Linked DNA regions of Mus musculus: region 2 is linked to region 1. A link is a contact called in public Hi-C data. All regions are on one chromosome and are shown on one strand. The core of a region is the stretch at or near the end of the contact, and the rest is flanking DNA. Distances in the headings are between cores, read along the strand shown.

What was found. A called contact is a pair of places that touch in the nucleus more often than the background predicts.
Region 2: a contact with region 1 is called in a Hi-C map of epidermal suprabasal cells, with 2.6 times the contacts expected there. The contact joins the enhancer-like site here to the promoter of Klf5 in region 1. A contact is called at or near these places in 1 of 39 promoter capture datasets (the 3T3-L1 cell line), 2 of 484 Hi-C or Micro-C datasets (cardiomyocytes and epidermal suprabasal cells), 4 of 115 datasets of contacts at active chromatin or transcription factors (embryonic stem cells and intestinal villus epithelium) and 2 of 9 other capture datasets (embryonic stem cells and liver).

What each region holds. Positions count from the first base shown.
Region 1 is chr14:99,296,768-99,301,792 of GRCm38.p6, forward strand. It overlaps Klf5 (Kruppel-like factor 5), which reads left to right and starts at 1,924. Exons shown (of 4, transcript NM_009769.4): 1 at 1,924-2,455; 2 at 4,614-5,025. The coding sequence starts at 2,228.
Region 2 is chr14:99,400,696-99,405,720 of GRCm38.p6, forward strand. No RefSeq gene overlaps it. Among named protein-coding and RNA genes, the nearest start is that of Klf5, 100 kb to the left of the region's middle. Within about 2 kb of position 2,661, at least 9 of the 459 cell types and tissues checked have an H3K27ac peak or open chromatin away from gene starts, as enhancers often do. A contact at or near this core is called in epidermal suprabasal cells, where this site is marked.

The sequences.
Region 1 (5,025 bases), core at 674-3,173:
GAATAAAGAGAAATTCAAAGAGTTAAAGGAAGGAACCATCCTGTTAAGAGCTATCAACACTCCACACTTGGTTTGGTTATACTATCAGCATTAAGTACCCAGAGGTCTTCTAAAAAAATGACCCCTTTTTAAAAAGTTAAAATCTGACAACAATTCTATGACCCGTCTCAGAGTTATTTGAGCACGTGATTGGCTTTAATAACAGAGAAAAATGAGGCCAAGTTTTTAAAGATGAAGGTTGGCAACATGGGGTTGTCGACGTAAAACGTCAGTACACACACACTTATTAAATAACACCCTGGTATCATGAAAGTTGTCATCACCCATCCTCTGAAAGTGGCAACCACAACTGTAAAGATGGATCATTGCTGACAGGAAGGAAAAGGGAGAAAAGAAACTGAGTTCACAATATGATTTTATCTTTGCTACAATAAATAAATAAATAAATAAATAAATAAATAAATAAATAAATAAATAAACGACACGTGAGACTTTGGAAATTTCATTGGAAATGAGACTTATACCTGTGATACACTCTTTCAGGTGCACTTTTTTTTTTTCCTAAGAACTTTTTAAAAAGATGCTTCACTGTAAAGGAGCGAGTGTGCTCTAGGTAGGTATTATAGTATAGTGTGCTGCCAACAGACGTAAATAGATAGCAATATTACAGGCGTCTTTTTAAGTCGCAGTTTATTGTTTCAGCTTCTCAATAAGCCAGATAAAATCATAGACAAGAACATTGAGGATTAAGGAAAGGCGTTTCCTTTGGTGTGATTACTGGCAAAAATTAAGAACAAAACCAAACCAAACCACTCACCTTCCATTAAAACAACGCAGTAAAAAGGTAGTAATATAGTTGACTGTTGCTTTCCTACCAGTTTGGATACCCAGTTTTCAGGGCTGTTGAATGTCTGTGAATGTTTGTGCCTTCTTTGGTTCCCGTTTCGTAGGAAAAGGTGACACTGTATTAGGTAGATGGGACCCATACTTCTGAATATATTAAAACTCCATTCCCCGCCCCTCCGAACACTACAGTGCTAGCAAAAATAAGCCAAAGATGTAATGTCTATTTAAATACCCGGTTGAGCTGGCTGTTAGTTCTCAAATTAGATTCCATGCTCGGGCTAGAATCAACATGGTTTAAATATTAAAAACTTCATAATTCATATGGCCCACCCCACCTTTTCCCCACATTCGGCGAAGGAGAGTAGACATGTCTGTGAAAACTTGTAGCTCCTTAAATACTGTAGGGGAAAATGTGCCCAGGTTGGTATGCAAGGACTTGAAAAAAAATGCTTGACATTTACAGATTTTATTCAGGCCACAAGGAATCTGCGAAAAGATAGATAGATCTACGGCTGAAAACACAGAAAGGAGGGCTGTTTTACGTTTGTTTTCGCACCGCCCCTTGTTTTCCTCTAAAGTACATTTTGTATACTTAAAAAAAAAAATACACTCATTGGTTAAGACTGGAAACCTCAGCTCCCCCCACCTAGCTGCCTTCTGTCTTCGGTTTTCGAGTTTCAGGTCCTTGCACAACACCTAAGACGTGCAATACTTTTTTTTCGCCCTAATCCTGGCAGAGAACAGTTCGGAGAGATCTCCCTCCGCGTCTCCACCCTGATTTCCCCCTCTTCCTAGATTCCACCCGCTCCTCTCCTTCCCTCCGCCCGCCCCGTGCTCCGCCGGCCCAATCTGTCAGAGAAGTTGTGTACAAACTGCGCCGCAGCCCTGCGCGCGAAGCTCCTGGCCCGCGAGGGGTGCGGTCGGCCCGTCGGAGGCGGGACCTCGTGGGCCTTCTTTCCTACTGGCTACCCTCTGGCCCTGGGGCCTTGCCATTGGCCACAACGCTGCCAGTCCGGTGAGCTGGCCCTGCCTCCCCGGAGTTGGGTGAAATAGAGGCGGGCGTCAAGTGTCAGTAGTCGCGGGGCAGGTACGCGCTCTCTTAGGTTGCTGGTGGAGCTTGGGGGTGGCGGGAGCGGGTTCCGGCGAGAGGGTGAGCGAGCGCTGGGGCGGGGCGGGAGAAAGTGGCTGCCCGAGGACCTCGGCGGTGACGCGTGGCCGAGCCCAGGAGCCCCGATCTCCGTGCCCGCCTTCGTGAGCGTCTGGCTGCCGGCCCAGGGGTCCCCCGCCGCGGCCCCCCGCCGAGTCCGCCGTCCCGTGCCAGCCCGAGCGAGGTGGGATCGCGATCGCTCCGTGTCCCGCTCCCGTAATCCCCAGACCGTCCATGCCCACGCGGGTGCTGACCATGAGCGCCCGCCTGGGACCACTGCCCCAGCCGCCGGCCGCGCAGGACGAGCCCGTGTTCGCGCAGCTCAAGCCGGTGCTGGGCGCTGCGAACCCGGCCCGCGACGCGGCGCTCTTCTCCGGAGACGATCTGAAACACGCGCACCACCACCCGCCTGCGCCGCCGCCAGCCGCTGGCCCGCGACTGCCCTCGGAGGAGCTGGTCCAGGTAAGCAGAGCGGCCGGCCTCCCTTCCCCGGCTCGGGCGTGTCCCGCCGCTACGAGGCGCGGGCGACAGGGGCCGCTCCAGACTGGGACGCGCGGGAACGGGTGCCCGGGTGGACAGCCCCGCCCTGCGCTCCCAGACGGGGCGCCGGGGAGTGGATGGGGGAGCAGGGCGGGGGCCCACCCGGATCTGTCCAGAGGAGCTAAAGAGAGCCGCGCGCTCGCGTGCACCTTCTCTTTGCTTGCGTGGGGATGAAAGCTTGTGCCCACGCTCAACTTGGCTTAAAATGCTTCTTGACCGCTCTCTCCCGATGGCCCTGGCCTTGGAAGTCCACCTGCCTGCGTCCTCTGGGGTGAAATAGAAATGCAAATTGGAGTACTGGGGTTTCATATACCCCCGTGGAGGCTCACCCTAGAATGTATTGTAGGGCCCCGTTTGGAAAACTAGAATCTTAAGGTTGTATTGGAACACCGCTTTTCCCTTAAAAAGAAACACGGACAAAAAAGGCCAGGGGTGTTGTTTTTCTTAGTGTGCGCGTAAATTTCCTCTCGGAGTCGCGTTGAAAGCTGGCAGTTGGCTTTTACACTTGCCCAGCAGCCGAATTAGAGCAAGCGCCTGTTTCTTTCGCCCACGCACGGGAGTCATATAGCCTAGAAAAAACTTCCCGGGACTTTTAGCTAGTCCCAAGGAAAAAAAAAATTGGAAACAGACCCACATGCAAACAGCTGGAAGAGCTAAAATCAGAAACCACTAACCGCCACGGGAGCGCAGTGCACGAAAGGGTTTAAGATCGGTTTATTTCAAGACGCTTAGTTTAATAGCCTCTTGCTGTATTGTGTATTTGCACTGAGCGCCTATTTCTTGGGGTCTGCCAGTGTCGTGGTGCTTTGAGAAGACAGTGGCATTTTGTCAGATGTGACTCACATGGCTACAGCATGAATCTTTATTTTTAAGTCCTGCATATCCGGGAAATCCCGTCCGTCCTCGTCCACATCCAGATCTTGATGATCTGAGGTCCGAGGTGACATTTCTTTGGAAAATTAAAAGCAAAATATACGACTCCTATTCACTGACTGAGGTGAATGGTTCTATGAACCATTTCATTTACCTGGGGCTTGATCTTTTTCTGACTTCCTTTTTTTTCAATGTCAAAAAAAAAATCAAGAGAAAGCGTTCGTTATATTAGAGAAGAGAGCTGGGGGAAAGATAGGCGTCTGGTCAGTAGCTGGATTGATTATGTATGTTCTTAAACAATCAGGGCCTGGAAGATATTTGGTTATTTTATTCTGGTAGTTTTCGCTCAGGAGATAGCAAGATGACTGCGCTTTTTACAGAGGAAGGGGGAATGTAGCATTGGCCCACGGAGAGGACATGATAAATGTTTTGCTGATGACTGTGCCTGCGATGCAGCAGCCTCTCCCCACCCACGGGAGTCTTAGCACCCGTCTACCAAGGGAGTGATTTTTCTCCTTGATAATTAAAGATCTGTTTTAGATAGGGATATGAATAGGTCCATTTCATTATGATAGTGACCCATTACCGAATCTACTGGTTCAAGTGAACATTTGGACCAAACGTTGAGGGTGCAATTGTTTTGTATCAGTGGATACAATACAGGCTTCTGCTCCACAGGTTCAAGTTTCTATTCAAAAAGTATTGAAATGGCCAGAGAACATTTTATATTAGGCCTGATAAAATAACCTAGTCCACACACAAAAGCCCTTTGGAATAATTATTTTTAAGATTTGCACAGGTTTTAGTTTTCAAGTGTAATGGATGTGAACAGATTTGAGGCAGTTTGGCAAAACTGTGATACCATAGTTTAACTGAAGATATACCCTAATTTGACTGTGTGTGCGCGTGTGCGCGCGCGTGTGTGTGACTTGATTGCATCAGAAAATGTTTTGACCTCCACCCCCCACCCCATTTGCCTTTCACTTTTGTCTGGGGATGATTTGCGGGAGTGACTTTAGTGAAGACATGTCGTAGAGTCTTGGTTAACCGATAATTACACAATTGACAAAATAAACTTGTGTGTTCATAAGCAACACTTAGGAGTTGGCCCCTGTACTCCTGTCGAGTTTTTAAGTAAACCATATTATTTATTTATCCTTCCTGACTGAGTCGGGTAGATTACGTGTATTCGTCTTTTCTTTTTTAGACAAGATGTGAAATGGAGAAGTATCTGACCCCTCAGCTCCCTCCAGTTCCGATAATTTCAGAGCATAAAAAGTATAGACGAGACAGTGCCTCAGTGGTAGACCAGTTCTTCACTGACACTGAAGGCATACCTTACAGCATCAACATGAACGTCTTCCTCCCTGACATCACTCACCTGAGAACTGGCCTCTACAAATCCCAGAGACCATGCGTAACACAGATCAAGACAGAACCTGTTACCATTTTCAGCCACCAGAGCGAGTCGACGGCCCCTCCTCCTCCTCCGGCCCCCACCCAGGCTCTCCCCGAGTTCACTAGTATCTTCAGCTCCCACCAGACCACAGCGCCACCACAGGAGGTGAACAATATCTTCATCAAACAAGAACTTCCTATACCAGATCTTCATCTCTCTG
Region 2 (5,025 bases), core at 1,411-3,910, 100 kb after region 1:
CCCCAAGATGTGGACACATGTTGGTCTTCCTTTTTTTTTTTTAAGTATCTTTGTGTGAACCTTTTCTGAACTTTGGGACATAACTCTCCCCACCTCAGAGCTCAGTCAGGAGGAAGAGATGGATCAGGAAGAGAACAGCTAGACAAGAGTCATTCTAATGAGGAAGGAGTCAGGTGGTACAGTGTAGCTTTGCCTGGTTATGCTTTGTGCTACTACAAGGTAAATGTAAGAGACTCAGTCTAATGCCAAAGGGCTGTTAAATTTCTGCTTGATAATTTGATAAACGAGCCAGATTTCATTGGGTGTGATAAGGTTGCTTTCTTTCTCTTCCTCCTCTTCTCTCTCCTTTCCCTCATTATCATTTTCTGTGCTGAGGGGTGAACCTTGTGGATGCTGGGCAAGCTCTTGATCACCGTACTGTATCCCAGGCACCATCTGGTAACTTCTGATATTGTCTAAAAACCTAGTCCAGCCCAGAATTCTCCTATGTTACACATTTTGTAGAAGTGCCTGCAGTTCTCATGGTACTGTTTTGGGTCACTTAATTTTGGGTGATTTAATATAGGGAGAATCCAATCTCTCCCCAAGTTCATGCACCAGTGAAGAAAGACTCCTCTACATAGAAAATATGTTATTCACTGTGCGAGAGAGAGAGAGAGAGAGAGAGAGAGAGAGAGAGAGAGAGAGAACTCCATGGATGGCGTTAGCTTTTATATCTTCATTTTGTGTGAAGGTGGTGTTGTACTGAATAACCTCAGGCTGGCTGCTTGGTGCTTTGTTACCCAATAGCAGTAGGTAGATGCATGCCTGGCACGAGGAGGTAGCCACGTGAGCTAAAGCAGATCCTGAAATACTGGGAGGTTCGCTTATTTTGTTCTTAAGTATCACACACCCCAGTCTCCACAGATCTTACCCCTCTACAAAGCCCAAACCAAAAGCACACATGTCTGAAATCTCCTCATGAAGTTGGAAAATGTCTTCACAGCATTTAAAGCATGGATAATCCAACTCAAGGTAACATACAGGGTGGAGGGTATGTGTGTATGAAGATGTCTTAAATCCTTCTGGAGTAAGGTAAGTAGGCATAAATTAGCCAAAGAGAGGAAATTGTGAAAACTTTACTTAAAGTTTAAACCATGCATCTACCATGATGCTAAACTATGGGTTAGTTTATGACCTTGTGGTCAATAGTTAGTTGAATACATTTTGTTCTAATAGTAAAAACTAGATCCCTCCAATAATAGGAAGGTCCTATATTTTCTTTACTTAGGCAAATGTATATGAATGAATGTTCTTGAAGGACATTATTATCCAATGTTAAGTATGAATACATTTAATAATGTCCAGATATGCATTATACTTCAAGGTAGAATTGAGAGACTTTTGCATACTATACAATGGTCTTAGTGCAGCCTATACACATAGAGACAGCATGAAACACATTTTCATTCTGAGGCCTAATCTGGAGGGTTTCCTACCTGCCAGGTGCTGATTTTGTTTCTTTGTATCTGAATGTAAATCAAAACAAGCAAGCAAACAAACAGCGCTACTTCATTTAGTGTGCTCACGATAAAGATCATCATGTCTGTCTCACTATTGTACTTATAAGCAGTCTGTTTCAGAGATAAATCAATGGGATAAAAACCTTGGAGAGAAGCTGGGCAGCCATGGCTTACTCCTTGAGGCAGAGGCAAGCAGATCTCTGGGAATTCAAGGCCAGCCTGGTCTACAGAGTGGGTTTCAGGGCAGCCAGGGCTACACAGAGAAACCTTGTCTTGAAAAGCAAAAAACAAAACAAAGAAAACAAACCAAAATAAACCCCTAGGAGATGGAAGGATCATTAATGACAGGGTTGAGTATTTCCTCCAGGAGTATTAGCTCACAAGTGGTTTCTAGTTGTGGGTTCTATCTGAAGTTGCCAATTAACAATATCCATGGTTACCATAAGGATGGAAGCAAGTTCCACTTGTCGTTTTATAGAACTTGTTATAAGTTCCACTATAGATGTCAAAATAATAGACTTTCCACTTTCTTTCCATTGTTTTGGCTCTTTGAGATAGCACCATATACCAGCCCAGGCTTGTATGCAAGTCAGCCTGTAGTTCAGGTTGCTTCTAAATAGTAAACCTCCTGCCTCAGCTTCCCAAGTGTCAAGATTACATGTGTGCTCATCTTGCTCAGAACTTCTCTTTGATATTTGTGATCTTATATATCCTCTTTTCTTTTTTGAATAAAAAGATATAGTATGTCTGAGCATTAGTTCAGTTGGTAGAGTGCTTTCCTATCCTAGAACTGCACACAGCCATTGATCTGGTCCCCAGAACTGCATGAACTAGGAATGGTAACATGTGGGAGGTGGAGGCAGAAGGATCAGAAATTCAGGCATTCTCATCTACATATAAGTTTAAGATCAGACTAGGCTACATGAGACTTAGCTTCTTTAGTTTCCCAAAGATATAATAAAGCCCTGAAAAATATTTGCGTTTAAGAGAAGTAATGACGATTGCATTAGAAGATGACAAATGCACTGATTCTGTCATTACACCATATAGAATGTCCTACCCAAATAGATTCTTCTATCAAAGTACAAGGTGATGGCTGGATTGCACTGTCAACCAACAGGCAGAGGCCCCGAGATCTGACTCACCACTGGGGAATGCTTCAGAGCACAACTCTTGATAGTAATGAATATTAATAGCCTTGGGAGGAAATGTCACAAGTTTCACAGCAACAGTCCTCTTAGCTGAGACTCACGCTTGCATGCATCCTTAAGAAAGATGGACTTAATCCATGAATAAATAACTCAGTCATTGAGATGACAGAGAAGGTGAGGTCACATACAGGCCAGTCAACTTTACTCTATAACTGGACACCACACCCCTGACCAGACTAGCCAGAAAGGTGAGCATAGATGGTGCTATTGGAAAATCCACACACCACTATAATGATGCATTTTAACACTCGGCTACACACAGAGCCTCACGGGCATTGTTCTAAGTTCAGCCTATACCATTTCAAGATATGGCACTATGACTATTGACAAACACAGTTGAGAATTATTCTAAAATCAGCCCCTCCTTCATTTTAGACAAAACTGGTTAGTCTTATATAGAGAGGCCAAACGTGCAATCTTGTGTGTCTGTCTGTGTACACACGTGTAGTTTCAGAGTCTTTTATCAATACTGTTAGTAAACAGAGAAAATAAGAATTGTATTCAATAAAGACTTGCAGGTTGGGCTAATGGACTATTGATGGGGGTTAAATTAGGTGCTTCAAAAAGATGTGGTTAATTTTCTAACTTCTGATACCCATGGATGTGACCTGGTGTGGAAATAGGACGTTGGAGGAATAGTTAAAGATGATGAGGTCACACTGGAATAATGTGAGTCTTAAATGCAATATGCTTGGTTGCTCTCATGTGGAGAATACACAAAGAAGAGATAACACACATAGAGGAGCAAGCACCCCCCCCATACATACACATAGAAAATATAGACAGACAGACAGATACACATACACAGAGATAGAAGAAAACCATGAGAAAGACATGGTAGGCAGCCCTATTGCAACATGATTGTCCAACTATGTATAAGCCAAAGAACCACAGATTTCTGGCAACCCCTGGAATTAAGGACGAGGCAAGAAAGCATTCTTACCAGGAGCCTTCAGAGAGGAGGTGATTTGAGATTCCTAGCCTTCAGAACTGTAGTGAATGCATTTCTGTTGCTGACTTTGTTATGGCTGCTCTGGGAAGCAACTACAACTCTGTTTCAGTGACATGTGGATGAAAACAGGACAATGGGAAGATGTCAGGATGAAGCCTGAAATGTCAGCTGCTCAGAATATTCCAGCACTTTCAGTCTTCTGGAACTGTGGACGGCTATTCCAAGTCTGGCCTTTACTATCCATATAATGGAGCCAGTTTGGATTCTCCCTGAGTTTGGATGAGGAATCTGCCTGATATGTTCTGATGAACCTTATGAAAGAGAGGTAGACTATTTTAGGGGCTGTTTTGACCTATCACTTCCCTTGTGGACCACATCTGTAAATGCTGTTATTACATTGGAGAGAGGCCAAGCCACTGATGCTCTCTGTAGGGAGCAGTACCCATTATTTATTCCAGGATGAACAAAAGAGTCTTTACAGCTGTCCCTTTCTCCGTGAGCTTTCATAGATAAGGGCTTGACCCTAGCTGGTCAAAGAGGGTCCCTGAAAGTGGGGTTGACAACTGTAATCTATTGGCTGATCATAGCCCTGTACCTGGGTATCAGACCTTCTTTGAAGAGAGGTAGAGGTAGAGTCTTTGCTACAGGTGGTATGGCTTCAGGGCCCAGAAGCATTTGGAAGGATATTGATGCAATCTTGGTATTAGAAATAGTAGGTAACTCACGGAGGAATACTCTAGATGAAAAATACGGTCAGTTGGTAGATGGATGGTCATGTTGTACCCAGGAGACAAAAATATAGTCTTCCCCTAGAACTTTTTCTCTGAAGTGTACCATCTGGTTTCCTTAGTGTATGGATGTGGACAAACAAAGAAAGCATTGAACAATTCAAAGTTAGGTATAAACTGGGATATCAGATTAGCGATCAGGTGAATGGATTTGAAAAGATAGAAGATCTCAGGTAAAACAAGGAGACAGAGATAGGCACAGGGAGATAAAACAACTCAAACCTAGAAATGCCCATCAAAGGATGCTGTGGTTAGAACACAGGATGAAAGCATTGTGCAATTCTTGCAAAGTTGAGCCTCGAAGAATGCCTTACTCTGCTTCCTGTAACTACAATAAGGTTCCTGACGTGGCATTTTATAAGGAATAGAAGTCTTTTTAGCACGTGGTTCTGGGGACTAGGAACATGGTGCTAGCACTCGTTTGCCAACTATAGTCTTTTTGCTGTATTATAATGTGGGAGGCACAGTATAGGACAGAGCCAATGTGTTAGTTCAAGCATCTTCTCCTTCCCTTCTTCCTTCTCCATTTCCTCATCCTCTCCTCTCCCTTTCTGGCTCTCTCTCTCTCTCTC